Regions from separate parts of the Mus musculus genome. Here regions 1, 2, 4 and 5 are each linked to region 3. A link is a contact called in public Hi-C, HiChIP or PLAC-seq and promoter capture Hi-C data. All regions are on one chromosome and are shown on one strand. The core of a region is the stretch at or near the end of the contact, and the rest is flanking DNA. Distances in the headings are between cores, read along the strand shown. Region 1 overlaps C230014O12Rik (RIKEN cDNA C230014O12 gene). Region 2 overlaps C230014O12Rik (RIKEN cDNA C230014O12 gene). Region 3 holds the start of Pbx3 (pre B cell leukemia homeobox 3). Region 4 has its middle 32 kb from the start of Gm34372. Region 5 holds the start of C230014O12Rik (RIKEN cDNA C230014O12 gene).

Region 1 (2,700 bases), core at 84-2,583, 310 kb before region 3:
CTCCTCCCCTCCCCTCCATGTAGACAGCCTTCCTGTTCTCCATGTCTCCTGGGGAAAGATGGGTCCTTGTTATAGGCCAGGGACTATCAACCTATCGTGATCTTCAGGAGAGTCTGACCTGCTGAGCTGAGGACCAGTGAGCTCTGGCTGGGAACAGGGCAGAGCACTATCCATAGATCTCAGAGAAAGGTGACTCCTGAAGATTAAGATTCATGGTCATGCTGGTCACTATGGTGCACACCATGTAATACCATTACTCAGGAGGTTGAGACAGGAACACACACACACACACACACACACACACACACACACACACACACACACACACACTATTCAGAGGGCAGTCTGAGCTCCATAGTACATTCCTGCCTCAGAAGAAGGGGAGGTGCTCCAACATTGTCCCAGCCAGGAGAGACCTAGGCCACCACATGGTCAGACTACACTGCGGGTAGAGACATATATGGAAAACAGGAAGCTATCCCCTTGTAAGGCTCCTTCCAGATCCATCACTGAGTGGATGTGAGAAGATGGGACTTTAGTTAGCAGTGGCAACATGGGACAAAGATAGAAGATGGAGAACCTTCAGGTGTTACACAGGTGACCCTAGAAGAGAAGATGACCTGTCCAAGATCACAGATGATTCCTGGCTTGGGGAGGATGAGGGCCTGCCTTCCTCTCCCAGTTTATACTCTGCACACTAATAGATGGGCTGGCCCAGTCAGAAGGATTCTGTGTGACAACAAAGCGCTAAGGATGTTTTTCAGAGGCCACCGAGGATCGCTGGAGGCAAACTAACACCATGGGTCTCTGCTGGGATGCGTGAGCACATTTCCTGCTCTGGAGTAGAGGGGATTGAGGAGGACACCGCTGGTTGTAGAACGAGCTCTTCTCCCCCCCTGCAAGACCTGAAGCAAAGAGGGGCACCAAGGCTCACAACAGAGGGCCCAGATTCATAGGAGGGAAACCAAGGTTCACAGATAAAGGGACTCAGTTTTACAAGAAGGGAACCCAAATTTGCAAGCAGGAGAACTAGATTCAGGGCAATGGGACTCAGTTTCACAGGAGACAGTACCCAGATCCACAGGAGAGGGGACTCAGGTCCATATAAAAAGGGTGTGGGGACCCAGATTCACACATGCAAGTGCACGTACACAGTCTACAAGTCCGTCAGTGTTCCTGGACGCTCTGAGAAGACACTCTGCTTAGAGCAGAAAACTTACCGTTCTCCTCTGAACCCCAAATCACACAAAACAATTGAGGGGAACGGACCACACTCAGAGACCAGGAGCAGAGTGGAACCCCTCCACGGGGTGCTGTTTATGCCAGTGCTCGGAGCTGTCCAGGGTACTGACCTGCGAGAACCTCTGCAGATGCTCAGGACCCTGAGACTTGCCCTGGGGTCTGTACAACCCACCATATTTGGGGGCGTGTCTTGGTTGGACAGAGAACCAGGTTGGTTGCACCTGACGTCCTTTGGTGGAGACAAAGCACACAGGTCACCCGTAGCTGTCTGTGGGTCACTCTCTTGCCCTTACTCCCTGTAGCCTTCTACTTGGAACCAGACTCAACCTCATCTGAACAATGTCATGAATATTCCCTCCTTGATGAACTTCAAGTCTTTTAATGACTCTTCATAAAGGAACAGTGGGGCCAAAAGTTGAGCAAAGGAGATGATTAAAGTGCCTTATTAAAAGCGGCCTTGTAGAATTCTCCACATGAAAGCAAGCACCATTATGAGGCCTTATCCTTATAAATGACGCTTCGCTTTCGCGAACATGCCGAAACCTGATTAGAGTGACAGGCGCTGACTGATACTGCAAACCTGTTAATAACATGAAAATTAGAAGAGGCTCATGCAAAGAAGGGAGATTAATTTAGCCGGAGTACATCTCGCGCAAATTGCAAAGTTGTGAATATGTTCTCAGATAATGAGCCTTCCCAGTCATCAGCCCGCTTGTCATCTTCTGTAATTAATGTTAAGGAAGACGCCTTCCTGATGGTTCGAATTACTCATATACCAAGAAAATTTCTTCAGAGAAATAATTTACATTTATTATCATCGGTCTGTTTGTGTGGTTTATTTCGTGCCCGCGTAATTTATTGCGGGACCGTTCGCCTTGCCTTGATTAGTCGCTCGTCAGGACGAGATGTAATTTTTTTTTCTTGATGGCGACATCTAACACTTGACAGTGGTGTAACACTCCTTGTCTCTGGATGGTTCCTCCCCCCAACCCCCACTTAAGTAAACTTTGGGGCTGAGTTCCCCTAAGATTGTCTCTCAGTCAAGATGAAGTAACAGAATAACTGCTGGCCAGCATGCCTCCAGGAACAATAGGGATTCTCCCTGAGCCCCTGGGGAAGGTCTAGGTCACCTCTCCCCTCTGATAGCCACTGATGAGGCTGTGGTGTAAGAGTTGACTCCACCCCTTTGAACCCACTGCTGCTGGCGATGGCAAGTTTGCTGTTAGTCTCCCCTCCCCACCCTCCACTAATTCCTCTCTCAGGCTCTCTGCTACTGGAGAAACCTCCACACCTGCATATTACTCCATCCCTAGTTGTATATACCCCTCATATGATGCACAACCCCTCCATCTTGATACTCATCCTCTTTGGGACAGCACAGAGCTTCAATGCACAGGTGTCCCGTAATTTCATATCCCTCACCCAATGATGCAGATCTCTTTCAGGTCCTACCAGGGT
Region 2 (2,700 bases), core at 13-2,512, 290 kb before region 3:
TTAGTGTCACTTGCTCTTGCCTTGGTGTCCCTTTGACAGTCTCTCATGCTTCTGGCAAGGCCACAGAGGATGCAGTGATCAGAACATCTGGGGCCAAGGGCACGGAAACACTGTCACCTGCCTTAGATGATGGTACTGCCCAAGGCTGATCAGACTCCATGAGGAGCCCTGCTCAGTCTTCCCGGGACATATCCTCAGGGGTTATCCAACTGTCACCTGCTCCTCAAGTCTCGAGCTTCAACTCCCCTACCCCACAACTTCCATGAGTGCTGTCTCGGGGCTTCAACACATATGGACTCCAACCCACATATGGCCCACACCTGCTAGAACACTAGACACAAACTTCCCTTTTAGCCCAGTTCCTGAATAACCCTTTAGGTCTCCTCTTATTTCCCAAGTCCTGCATTTGACTGGTCTCCTGTCTTATATTTCAATCACTCCTGTGATATTTTAGAATAGCAGTCATCATAGCTTATTGGAGTTCCTAGAACGATCCATCTGCAAACATCTCCCTCCATGAGGCAATTCCATGATATTTGCCATCCCTGGCACACAGTAGGTCTCCCTCCGTGAGGTGATTCCATGGTATTTGCCATCCCTGGCACACAGTAGGTCTTCAGCAAACATCTGAGGATGGATGAATTCAGGTGAGGGCCTCACCTCTGTGTTGTGACTTTCTGAGCTGTAGAGCAGCTGTGTTAGTTGCTTTGCTCATTGCTATGACAACAGAAGCAACTTAAGGGAAGAACAGTTTATTTGGGCTGATGACCTGCAAGAGTACAGTCCATCATGGCAGTGGGCCTGTAGGACTGGGACTCCTTCCTGGATCCCAAACCAGAGCAATGAATGCTGATGTTCACCAGACTTTCTCCTTGTCCCTCCATTTTTATTCAGGGGGACCCCTGGCCTATGGATGGTGTCACCTACACTCATGGTGGGTCTCAGAGTTATACCTCTCTGAAAACATTCTCACATATGCCTCCAGAGATGACCCCACAGTCAAACTGATGTTGAAAGTTAACTATCACAGCAGCCCTGGGAATACAGGCTCTGTTTCTTCTTTTTTTATTATTGTTTGATGTGTGTGTGTGTGTACATGTGTGTACGTGTACATTCCTGTGTGCATGCATACACACATGTCCCAGCCTTTGTGTAGAGTTCAGAGAACAACTCACAGGAATCAGTTTTTTCCTGCTCTGTGGATTCTGAGGAGTGCCAGGCTCAGTAGCCTGCTGAGCCATCTGTGGAGAACTGCTGAATTGTTGATTAATGTGGGAGGGTCCCACCCACTGTGGGTGGGGCCACCCCTGAATAGGTGGCTCTGTGTTGTATAACAAAGCTGGCTGGGGAAGCAAGCCTGTAGGCAAAATTCTCTATGGTTTCTGCTGAGTTCCTGCCCTAAATTTTTCAATGATGGACTGTGACTTAGAGATAGATAGATAGATAGATAGATAGATAGATAGATAGATAGATAGATAGATGATAGAGAGATAGATGATAGAGAGATAGATGATAGAGAGATGATAGACAGATAGATAATTGATAGATAGATAGATAGATAGATAGATAGATAGATAGATAGATAGATAGATGATTGATAGATAGATACTTTCCTTCTCTAAGCTGTTTTTGGCCATGGCATTTATTATAGCAACAGAAAGTAAATTGATACTCACACCCCTGTTATTTCTCAGATAGGTCTCAGGTTTCAGTGTCAAGATGGCTTGGAGTAAATGTCCCTACTAACTTCCTAAGGGGGCTACATAATTAGAATATGCTGTGTATCAAATTCTGTCCCTCCAAAATCCTGGGAGATAGGTCAGTCAGTATAGTGCATAGGGGCCTGAGTTCAGTCCCCTGTTAGAGCTGGGCACTGTGGCATGCATGTATAAACATGAGCACATACACACAAAGGCCAGACATGTAGACATGGTGTCTCAGGCCTGTAAGCCAGTACTTGGGGGGGTGGGGGAGTGGGATGCTGAGGCAGCCTCCTGTTTAAGACCAGCCTGAGCTACTTAGTGAGCTCAAGCCAGCCCGGGCTACTGCAGCGTGAGAGCCTGTCTCTAACAGATAAACAAAAGCCACATGGCAGTGTCACTGTGTTTGTGAGTGGGACCTTATTTGGAAATTGGGTCTTTGTGGGTATGATCAAGGTAAGATGAGGCCTTACCAGAATGGGTGGTTCTTAATTCAGTTGTACTCGTGTAATTTAAGAGGAAAGAAGAGTCCATCTGACTTCAGAGGCAGAGTGGAGGGGTGCAGCCACAAGCTCAGGGTATGGAAGATGACTGGCCTAACGTGGAGCTGGAGAGGCAGAAAGAAGCACCTCCAAAGCTTTCACTTCAGATTTCTGGACCCTGGAACTGTGAGAAGATAGAGTTCTGCTATTCTTAGCCACTAGCTTTTGGTTTACAGAAACAACGTGCTTTATAAACCAGGGCTGAGGGCTTTTAATCCTTGTAGGGTCACAAAGCAGAAGCTGCATGGAGCAATCCTTTGTTCTATGACAGAAGTCCAGCATGCAAGCCACTCGGACCATCCAGGATGCTGGGATGAAGCAGAGACACTAAGGTATGTAGGAGATTGCACGGTTCAAGAATCTTCAGGTCACTAAGTCCATCTCTTCAAAGACACCTCATCTAGTGGGCCTCCAGCCTCTGGCCCTGGCTTCTGCTCAGTGTTGGTGAAGGTGGCAGC
Region 3 (2,700 bases), core at 45-2,544:
CTGGAGAGTCGAAGGAGTAGATCTGACCCCACCTCGGGGGTCTCCAGGCCCACTGTGAGCAGCAGAGTCTTACCTGTTTTCTCTTTGATCTCACACAAGACGCTGAAGAGCGCCGGTTTCATTCTGTGACAGTTCAGAGCATGTTTCCTAAAAAACAAATAGCAAAACACAAAGGTATTAGCATCACCTATTGGAATAATATGGCGCCTTCCTTTAAGTTAGACCCAAGATTTAAAACCGGCCCCCAGTTTGGAAAAGCTCCTTTGAACCACGGGAAGTCAACAAAAACTCAAGTTTACTAGTTCGCAACTGGCGGCAAGCTCTAGCGGCTGAGAGCTCCAGCCCGATAGCAGCGTGACCCATCTGCTGGCTCGACAGAAGCCTCGGCGTACACAGGAGTGACCCGTGCATGAGGCTCCGCTCCGGGGGCCGCGGCGGGACCCAAGGGACCAGACCGGAGCGGAGGGAACCCCAACGCCCAAGCTCCACAAGAGGAGCGGGCGCAGCGGCCAGCGGGCGGCTAATAATCAGCGGGTGACAGCTCCGCAAAGTTTGCCAAGCGGCCCTCCCTCTAGAGAACTTGGCGCTCCCGCACAGGGTTGTGCGGGGAAGCAGCCGGTCACCCCGGACTGGGCCGAGGGGAGTGGGTGCCCGGAGTCTGGGCAGGCGGAGAAAGTTGCACTTCCCTGCGGTGCGGCCACGGACCCGGCTGGGACGCGGAGCGCGCTGGGGTCCGAGCGGGAGGTTTAAATCTGGGGAGGGGGGCGGGCAGCAGGGCACGGACGAAGCAATGATCGAGTTTGTCCCGAGCCCGGCGAGCAACTTTGCCCGCGCGATGGGGGACACAGCAAGTGCCCGGCGGGCGGAGAAAGTTCCCGCCCGCAACTGAGGCCCGGGTCCCGGGAGCCAGCCGGGACCCGAGCCCGGCTCCCGTACACACACAAAAGATGCTTAATGAGACGACACCAACTTTGCTTGCGCCTCGTCCAAGCTCTGGTCGGTGATGGTCATGATCTGGTGGAGGATGTCGCCGATGTCCTGCTTCCTGCCGTCGCCGTCCGCCCCTTCGTGGCCGTGAGGGGGAGGCGGCAGAGCCATACCCCCCTGGACCGAGTGGCCGGCCAGGTTCACCCCGGCCAGAGTCTGCAGCATCCTGGATTGATCGTCCATCCCGCCGCGCGCGGGCGGGAGCGGGCGGCGGCGGCGGAGGCGAAGGCTGAGGCGGCGGCGGCGGCAGCGGCGGCGGCGGCGAGGGAGGAGAAGAAAGAGGGGGAGGGGGAGGGGGAGGCGGCCGCGCGCTCCCCGCCCGCGCGGGAGGGGGCGGCCTGGCCCGGCGCGGCCCGCGACTGAGGGGACGCGGACCGGCGTCCGGCTCCGGCTTCCGCCGCGGAGGAGACTGAGGACAGCGGCGGGCGGAAGCGGCGCGCTCGCCGGCGGAGGCGGAGGCGGTGGTGCCCGCTGCCCTCACGCGGCCGCCGCGCTGCCTCCTCAGCGCCCCTCGCCGCGCCGGGCGGCCCCGCACAACTTGGTCCTCAGCGCCAGCCGAGTTGCCGGGACGCCGCGGCCGCCGCCGCCCGCGCCAGCCAGAACGGTCCCCTCCCTCAGCCGCCTGCCGCCGCCGCCGCCGCCTCAACCGGGCGGGATCGGAGCACCGGCGGCCCCGAGGGAGGGAGCGGCGGCGGCGGCGGCGGGCTGCGGAGGAGGAGGAGAAGGAGGCCGACGGGCGGGCCGCGGGGAGCGAGAGGGGCGGAGGAGGAAAGTTTGGGAGCGGGCGGGCCGGCGCGGCGGGGACACGGAGCCCGGTGGAGGGCCCCGGCGGGCCGCACGCCGGGCGGACAGCAGATTGATGAGGCGGGAGAACTCGCCGCCGCCACCTCCGGTGCCGCGCACCCAGTCAGCAGCCGCTGTGGACCGGGCTCGAAGGCCGCTCGGCTGAGGGATTGACAGGCTGCCAGTGCCACTCACTCACTGCGGCCCCGGCGCCCGCGGGGGGAGGGGCAGGGAGAGCTGAAGGGCGGGGGAGCGCCCCGGATGCCCCGCCTCCGGAGGCGGAGCCTTCTCTCATTGGGCTTTGCGCCTCCCGCCGCCGCCACTGGCCCCGCCCCTAGAACGCAGCCCGTCCCCTCTGGCCTCTGCTGTGGGGTGCCTGAGAGCCAGCCCGGGAGCCTTATGGGCTACTCGCGCCGGCACTCCACAGATGGTCGGTCAGTCCAGCCAGCAAAGTGTTGTCCCCGGATCCTGCTCCTTCCCTATTATTAGCAGTTGGGGACTTAGAGGTGTTATATAGGACCGAATAAAGTGTACCCGTAGCCGACAGCGTGGTCCCCCATTGCATGAGATGAGCTTCACGCCTCGGACAGTGCCTGGGATACTTTCCCGCTCTTCATATCAAGAGGTGGTACCCTCTGGGCACAAGGCCTCAAGCACAGGGCCAATCGCATTGCGCTCAGCGCCGAACGAGGCGGGACAGAGCCAAGAAAGGGTTGTCCCAATTGGAGCGTTCGAAAGTCCTGGGCTGAGACCGGGAAAAGGGTCTAAAAGCCCTGCCCGTCCCACGGTCGCTATGGTAACCCGAACTCAGCACAAGGAGTTAGCGCTGGCAGTAGGGCCTTGCGCTGTCTGTCCCTCAAGGAGTGACCAGTTAGAATGGGAGCCTGTGGTTTCGCATGGACAGAGCTCTTCTCTGAAAAGCTAGCAAAT
Region 4 (2,700 bases), core at 111-2,610, 300 kb after region 3:
CTCTCCTTGCCTCCATGAGCACTGCACACACATGATGCACAGACATGCGCTCAGGTACACAGGTACACATATACATGTAAATTTTAAAAAACGAGTGTTTTCAAATAGTCATGAGTAAGGAATAAATTTTATTCATAATATTAGGTCATATACAACCATTTAAAACTGAAGGTAGAGCTATAGTCAAATTATTTCATGAAGTATTCACTGGAGGACGCCTCTCAAGCAGTTCTGGTGAGCTAGAGAGTATGACCTCCATTTTCTGTACAGCTTTGATAAGCTTCCCCCTCCCCCCCCCCCACATCATTTCTAGCCTCCGCAGGTGTGATGGTTTTAATTGTCAACTTGACACAATGTACAGTCAACCTGGGAAGATCAAGGTGAAGGGTTGTCTAAATCAATCAGGTTGGCCAGTGCACTTGCCTGTGTATGTGTGGCTGGGTTATTTGTTGGAAATAATCCAATTGTTTGGAAACTTTGGTGGAAACACCCATTTGGTGGAATGTGCGTGGCATTATTTCAAGGGCTGGGCCCTATACAGGAGCGGGAAAAGGAGCATAAGAGGCATTCCTGCCTTGAGTGCCCCACTACGACAGACTGTAACCTGGAGCTGTAAGCCACATAAAGTCCTTCTCTTTTAAACTTGCTTTGGTCGGGGTATTTTCTCACAGCAACAACAGGGAAACCAGGACCGTGGGGCTCATGGCGATGCCCACACTGTGGGAGGGACATGTGGTCACCACTCTTTTTTTTTTTTAAAGATTTATTTATTTATTATATGTAAGTACACTGTAGTTGTCTTCAGACACTCCAGAAGAGGGAGTCAGATCTCGTTACGGATGGTTGTGAGCCACCATGTGGTTGCTGGGATTTGAACTCCTGACCTTCGGAAGAGCAGTCGGGTGCTCTTACCCACTGAGCCATCTCACCAGCAGCCCGTGGTCACCACTCTTGACAGATGAAATGGTCTCAGAGTGCGCGGTGCCACTGTGACTGAAGACGCAGCACTCCCCAGCAGCAGCCCCTGCAGAACGGGGTGTGAAGGCTCCCCGGTGTCGGGACTGTACTGCTAGGTCTTTCATGATGATCGGAGCCCTTGAGCGATGGACATCGATGTCGATGGCCGGACAGTAACTTTGATACGGAGTTGTCGTAGAGAAGCCTCATAGCTGGTAATGACCATCTCACACGACGCGGTGGACAAGGAGGCGCCGGCTGTATTCGCTTGTGTACCGTGGGAGCTGCACATTTGGGGGGGGGGTGTCTGTCTAGTGCTGTCCTGGTACAGGGTTCCTTCAATGCTCTGGAAGCTGGGAGCGACTGCTAAGCTCAGACTCACAAGGCCGCCTCACAGCTATTGCTTTGTACCTGTCCTTGGCCACAAGATGTCACCCAAGGAGCGGCAAAGCGGGGGTGGAGTGGGGGTCGTGGGCTGGGAGGAAAGCTGCCAGACAGGAATCAAGCAGGGGACAAGGGCAAGATCTCGACAGAGCCATCAGCAGATGCCACCTAACCTGACCAAGTAGGGCTACAACTGCGTTCTTCATGGGCAGATGCGTCGATGTGCTGGACACCGCTACAAACAGGCGCTCGGATGACACGGGGGCCCCACGGGCGCTGGGGTCTCGCGTGGACTACACATGATACAGAGGGAGCCGGGCACGGACGGTCTGGGTTCTACGGCTCCTCATTTGGTCATTTCCAGCAGGCCCACTTTATGTGGCAGTCAGTGGCTTCGAGACCCAGCACGGAAGCAGAGGAAGGGACGACCAGCGCATGCGCAGCCTGCAACCCCACCCTGGAGAGTTTATATCCAGTCGCGGTTGTCCCAGTCCTGCCTCCTGGGTAAGGGATGTGGCTTGTCGGTGCAGGCCCTCTGGGTTTCACTGCGCACGTATAAAGTGCCGAGATGCAAATGTACCCACAGCTCACCTGCAGACTGACTACAGCCCATTTGCACACACATGCACCGATCTGCAGCCAGCTACAGCCCACCCACAGCCCACCAGAGCCAGGAGAGGCTATGGGCATAATCTTTCCAAAAGGTGGGATCCCACTGAGTGACAGGTCTTGCCTGAATTTGGAAAGAAAAGATAGTTTATACTATCCACTCCCAGCAGCAAACATCTGGGGACCATTGCTTGTGACTGTGCAGGCAAGCAGGAGCACTAGGGGGCCAGACCTTACTGGAGAGGGAATGAAGGTGTCACTGGTCCTCCAAGGATATTTACAGGAGACAAAGGTAACACAAGTGAGAGGCTGGAGGAGCTATCGGGAAGATAGGCTCACTCGCAAAGGCAGACAGAGTATGTTTCCCGGCAGCTGCAGGCTTGGCTGCTTTACTTTTGTTAAGACTGCCTTGTGTGTCTTTGTGGCTTTTAGGCGGATGCTTGGGCATCAGGTGTCCTCTATCAGGGTCCCTGTTTTCTCACTAGTCTGGAAGCCAGCAGGCCCCAGGATCCTCCCTCAGACTTGGATTCCTCTGTCCTTCATCTAAGCCTCTGAGCTGGGACCACAGAGGTGTGAGGACACTAGAATTGTTAGGTCCTGGGACCCAAACTGATGGATACCACTCATAGCTTTCCCAATAGAGCACATTCCAATCTAGGCCTTGAATCCCAGCACTCTGGAGAGAGGCAGGAGTGAGTATCTTTGTGATTGGAGGCCAGCCTGGTCTACGTAGAAAGTTCCAGGACAGTC
Region 5 (2,700 bases), core at 149-2,648, 260 kb before region 3:
GAGAAGGTGGGGACCCAGGGGCAAAGCAGAACAGAATAGGGAGTCGGTGAGCTCAAGGTGGGGTGCCAAGGCTGGTGAGCCCTGCAGAGGGACAGGCCTGGGCCGGAGGAGGTGATGGATGGCGTGCCCATCAATTTCTGAAGGCCAAGGCTCGGAGAGCAGCCGAGTCAGTGAAATTTACATTATTAATCTCTTGTAATAATCTATGACTCAAGCAGGCTGAGAAAATAGCCGCAGCTACGGAGTGACCAGCCTATATAAATAACGGCTCCCCGCTCAATTTAATTGCACTCTGGTGAAAGCCCTCTTCTTGTATCTTTCTAATTACTTTAGTTTCATTAGGTCTAGCAGAGAAAGGGAGAGAAAGAGAGAGAGAGCCGTGAAAAAGAGAGGGAGAGAAAGGGGGAGGGGCAGGGGGAGCGTCGCAACAATGAAAAATTCATATTCCGATTTTTTTTTGTTCTGTGAAATATTTAAATGTTAATAGCCATTCCGTCGTTGACATGCTATCTCACCAGTGTGGAGTTAAACAGAAAATCTATTTAATCTACGGGATCTCATTAAATGGTCGTGGCAAGGCAGTGGCTGGGAAGTAGTCAATAGCCGGGAAAGAGGAGAGGGAGGAGGGGTGGGGGAGGGAAGAAAGAGCTGCTAAGATTCTTTAATTTAATTTATTGTCGTGCATGAGACACCAGGAGAGGCGGGGAGACGCTGGCTCCTGCGCCTCCATTTGAGTGGCTAATGATTAAATGTTTTCCATTGTGCTACAGCTGGTATGTATTATCACAGAGTGAGTGAAAAACAGAAACTCTCAGCAATTTTGACTGCTTTCCAAATATTAGCCCCTTTTAAAGCCATTAAAAGATTATCACTGATTTAACCAAATGTCTGTTTGGAGTATTAACCGCAGTCTGTTCTCCGAATCCCCAGAATGCCTCTCCTCTCTCCTCTCCTCCGATTATCTCATCCACCCAGCAGTATTTAATTTCATTCCCATGAATATGCAATGAATTTAATTTTGAACACTATTTTCATCTGCTCCTGTAATCACAAAAAATGCTGGTGTAATTAGTTTCTAATTACTTGCTTTAATTGTTGTAGTAATCATTTTAATTACCCAAATGCACAGACATCAAACGCTAAAAGGAAAATAATCCTCTCGCACCTCCTACCTTGTCTTTCAGCCTCGGTGTTTGATATCTCGATTTTGACACGGGCAACCTTCACTGAGCCGGGGGTGCTCCGGGGGGCTTCTGGGGCTCAGGGAGGCCGCTCCAAGCCCAGGCCTCAACACAATCTGCTCACAGAAATTTGCATGCCCCCCAAAAAACCATTAAGTTAAAATATACAGTTATTGTACCTTTCTGGGCCGGGCGCCACGCGCGGGCTTATTGCTGAAGCCCAAACCGGCACGAGCAGATGGTAAATCATGAAATTTTATGAAATTATTACGCCGGCGAGGTGTTTTGAATAGGAGCAGCTGTGAAGGAGATGGGACGTTATAAACACTCACAGGTGTTGCCATCTCCTCCTCTGCCAGCCGCAACATAAAAAAAAAATTAAATTATAAACAAACCAGGCAAATGTTGTAATCTCTCTCCTCGACACACTCCTTACAGGGAAATTGCTTAAACTAAGCAAAGAATTCAATTTTAATTTGCATAAAATATTTATCAAGGCTTACGCAAATTTCCGCGCGGCTCCCTTCCTGCCAAGTTGAAAATTGCTCAGACATACAGAGGTGGAATATCGGCATGTGAGGAGACCATTAGGCCAGCCCTCCCGGCCACTCGAGCTGTGCAGACGCCACGTGCCCAGCAGCAGGCCAGGCTCTGCCAATTTGGCCTTTTAATTTTTTTTTTCTTTTTCTTTCGTCCCTTTTTTGCAAACAGATTGTTTTTCTCATTATGTTTTTATATGTACCTAAACTGTTAATTAGGCCCTTAGAAGCGTTTTTATTGGGGCCTAAGTGTAACGGGCTGCTTTGTTCACAGGCCCGCACCTTTCAGCGGCTCCACGAACAGGGGTTTTTTTGCCTCCGTGGCAGTCCAGGGTTACGTGCGGGGAGAAGGGCGCCCTGACCTAGGGAGGATGTTTCAGTTCTCCTGGGTGCTTGCGGATGGTGGCCCCAGAGGAGAAGAGGAAGAGGAGGAAGCTGAGGAAGCAAAGACAGAGTCGCACTTCCTCTGGACTCGGGGCGGCTTCTAAGTCAGGAAGCCCTCCAGGCCGGATTCCAGAAAGCAGGATCTTAGCACTTCACAGTGCAGCCTTGTCTACACCTGCCTGAGGCCTTTATACCTCTTCTACCTCAGAATGTTGAGTCAAGACTGCTGGCAGCCTGGTCCGGCTTCCCAGCCCAGAGGAACCCTCCTTAAAGAAACCCCTCACACACAAACTTTCTTCACAGAGTTTGACACCATCAGGGTGGACCTGTCCCGGAGTTTTAGTGTCTGCTTCCTTTAATAGGATGAGACCCTCATGAGGACAAAGATGCCGATCTGGCTCTGGGTGTGTTCTCTGACAGAGCCTTGCCTGATAGCATGGGGTCTGCGTACAAAAAGGGTAGAGAGGAACCAACCGTCACCAAGCCGGAAGCATCTTTTGTTAGTTAGGGAAGTGCACTGAGCCAGGACTGGGCTACTTGGAGTGTGGCCTTTGACCCTACCACATGGGTCACCTGTGTGTCAAATGAAACACTGA

The links. Promoter capture Hi-C pulls out the DNA fragments that hold promoters and counts their contacts. Hi-C and Micro-C count contacts between places; a contact is called where the count stands out from the background. HiChIP or PLAC-seq counts read pairs in DNA pulled down with a chosen protein or histone mark.
Region 1: an H3K4me3 HiChIP or PLAC-seq map of embryonic limb bud shows a contact between it and region 3, with 4 times the contacts expected there. The contact joins the enhancer-like site here to the promoter of Pbx3 in region 3. A contact is called at or near these places in 1 of 39 promoter capture datasets (liver), 1 of 484 Hi-C or Micro-C datasets (nephron progenitors), 10 of 115 datasets of contacts at active chromatin or transcription factors (embryonic basal ganglia, embryonic forebrain, embryonic hindbrain and 5 more) and 1 of 9 other capture datasets (embryonic tail).
Region 2: a promoter capture Hi-C map of hippocampal neurons shows a contact between it and region 3, with 3 times the contacts expected there. The contact joins the enhancer-like site here to the promoter of Pbx3 in region 3. A contact is called at or near these places in 1 of 39 promoter capture datasets (hippocampal neurons), 1 of 484 Hi-C or Micro-C datasets (palatal mesenchyme) and 9 of 115 datasets of contacts at active chromatin or transcription factors (embryonic forebrain, embryonic hindbrain, embryonic limb bud and 6 more).
Region 4: an H3K4me3 HiChIP or PLAC-seq map of forebrain shows a contact between it and region 3, with 2.6 times the contacts expected there. The contact joins the enhancer-like site here to the promoter of Pbx3 in region 3. A contact is called at or near these places in 1 of 39 promoter capture datasets (the 3T3-L1 cell line), 6 of 115 datasets of contacts at active chromatin or transcription factors (bone marrow-derived macrophages, effector CD8 T cells, embryonic hindbrain and 2 more) and 1 of 9 other capture datasets (pancreatic islet).
Region 5: a contact with region 3 is called in a Hi-C map of the N1E-115 cell line, with 8 times the contacts expected there. The contact joins the promoter of C230014O12Rik here to the promoter of Pbx3 in region 3. A contact is called at or near these places in 3 of 484 Hi-C or Micro-C datasets (the N1E-115 cell line, cerebellar granule neurons and palatal mesenchyme), 9 of 115 datasets of contacts at active chromatin or transcription factors (astrocytes, embryonic basal ganglia, embryonic forebrain and 6 more) and 1 of 9 other capture datasets (pancreatic islet).

What each region holds. Positions count from the first base shown.
Region 1 is chr2:34,063,943-34,066,642 of GRCm38.p6, forward strand. The region is part of intron 1 of C230014O12Rik (RIKEN cDNA C230014O12 gene); the gene reads right to left. Among named protein-coding and RNA genes, the nearest start is that of C230014O12Rik, 42 kb to the right of the region's middle. Within about 2 kb of position 1,334, at least 18 of the 459 cell types and tissues checked have an H3K27ac peak or open chromatin away from gene starts, as enhancers often do. A contact at or near this core is called in embryonic basal ganglia and embryonic limb bud, where this site is marked.
Region 2 is chr2:34,083,424-34,086,123 of GRCm38.p6, forward strand. All of the region lies in intron 1 of C230014O12Rik (RIKEN cDNA C230014O12 gene), which reads right to left. Among named protein-coding and RNA genes, the nearest start is that of C230014O12Rik, 23 kb to the right of the region's middle. Within about 2 kb of position 1,263, at least 29 of the 459 cell types and tissues checked have an H3K27ac peak or open chromatin away from gene starts, as enhancers often do. A contact at or near this core is called in forebrain and hippocampal neurons, where this site is marked.
Region 3 is chr2:34,370,751-34,373,450 of GRCm38.p6, forward strand. It overlaps Pbx3 (pre B cell leukemia homeobox 3), which reads right to left and starts at 1,295. Exons shown (of 9, transcript NM_016768.2): 1 at 971-1,295; 2 at 74-147. The coding sequence starts at 1,170.
Region 4 is chr2:34,670,126-34,672,825 of GRCm38.p6, forward strand. No RefSeq gene overlaps it. Among named protein-coding and RNA genes, the nearest start is that of Gm34372, 32 kb to the left of the region's middle. Within about 2 kb of position 1,361, at least 152 of the 459 cell types and tissues checked have an H3K27ac peak or open chromatin away from gene starts, as enhancers often do. A contact at or near this core is called in bone marrow-derived macrophages, forebrain and pancreatic islet, where this site is marked.
Region 5 is chr2:34,106,337-34,109,036 of GRCm38.p6, forward strand. It overlaps C230014O12Rik (RIKEN cDNA C230014O12 gene), which reads right to left and starts at 1,399. Exons shown (of 4, transcript NR_130173.1): 1 at 1,173-1,399.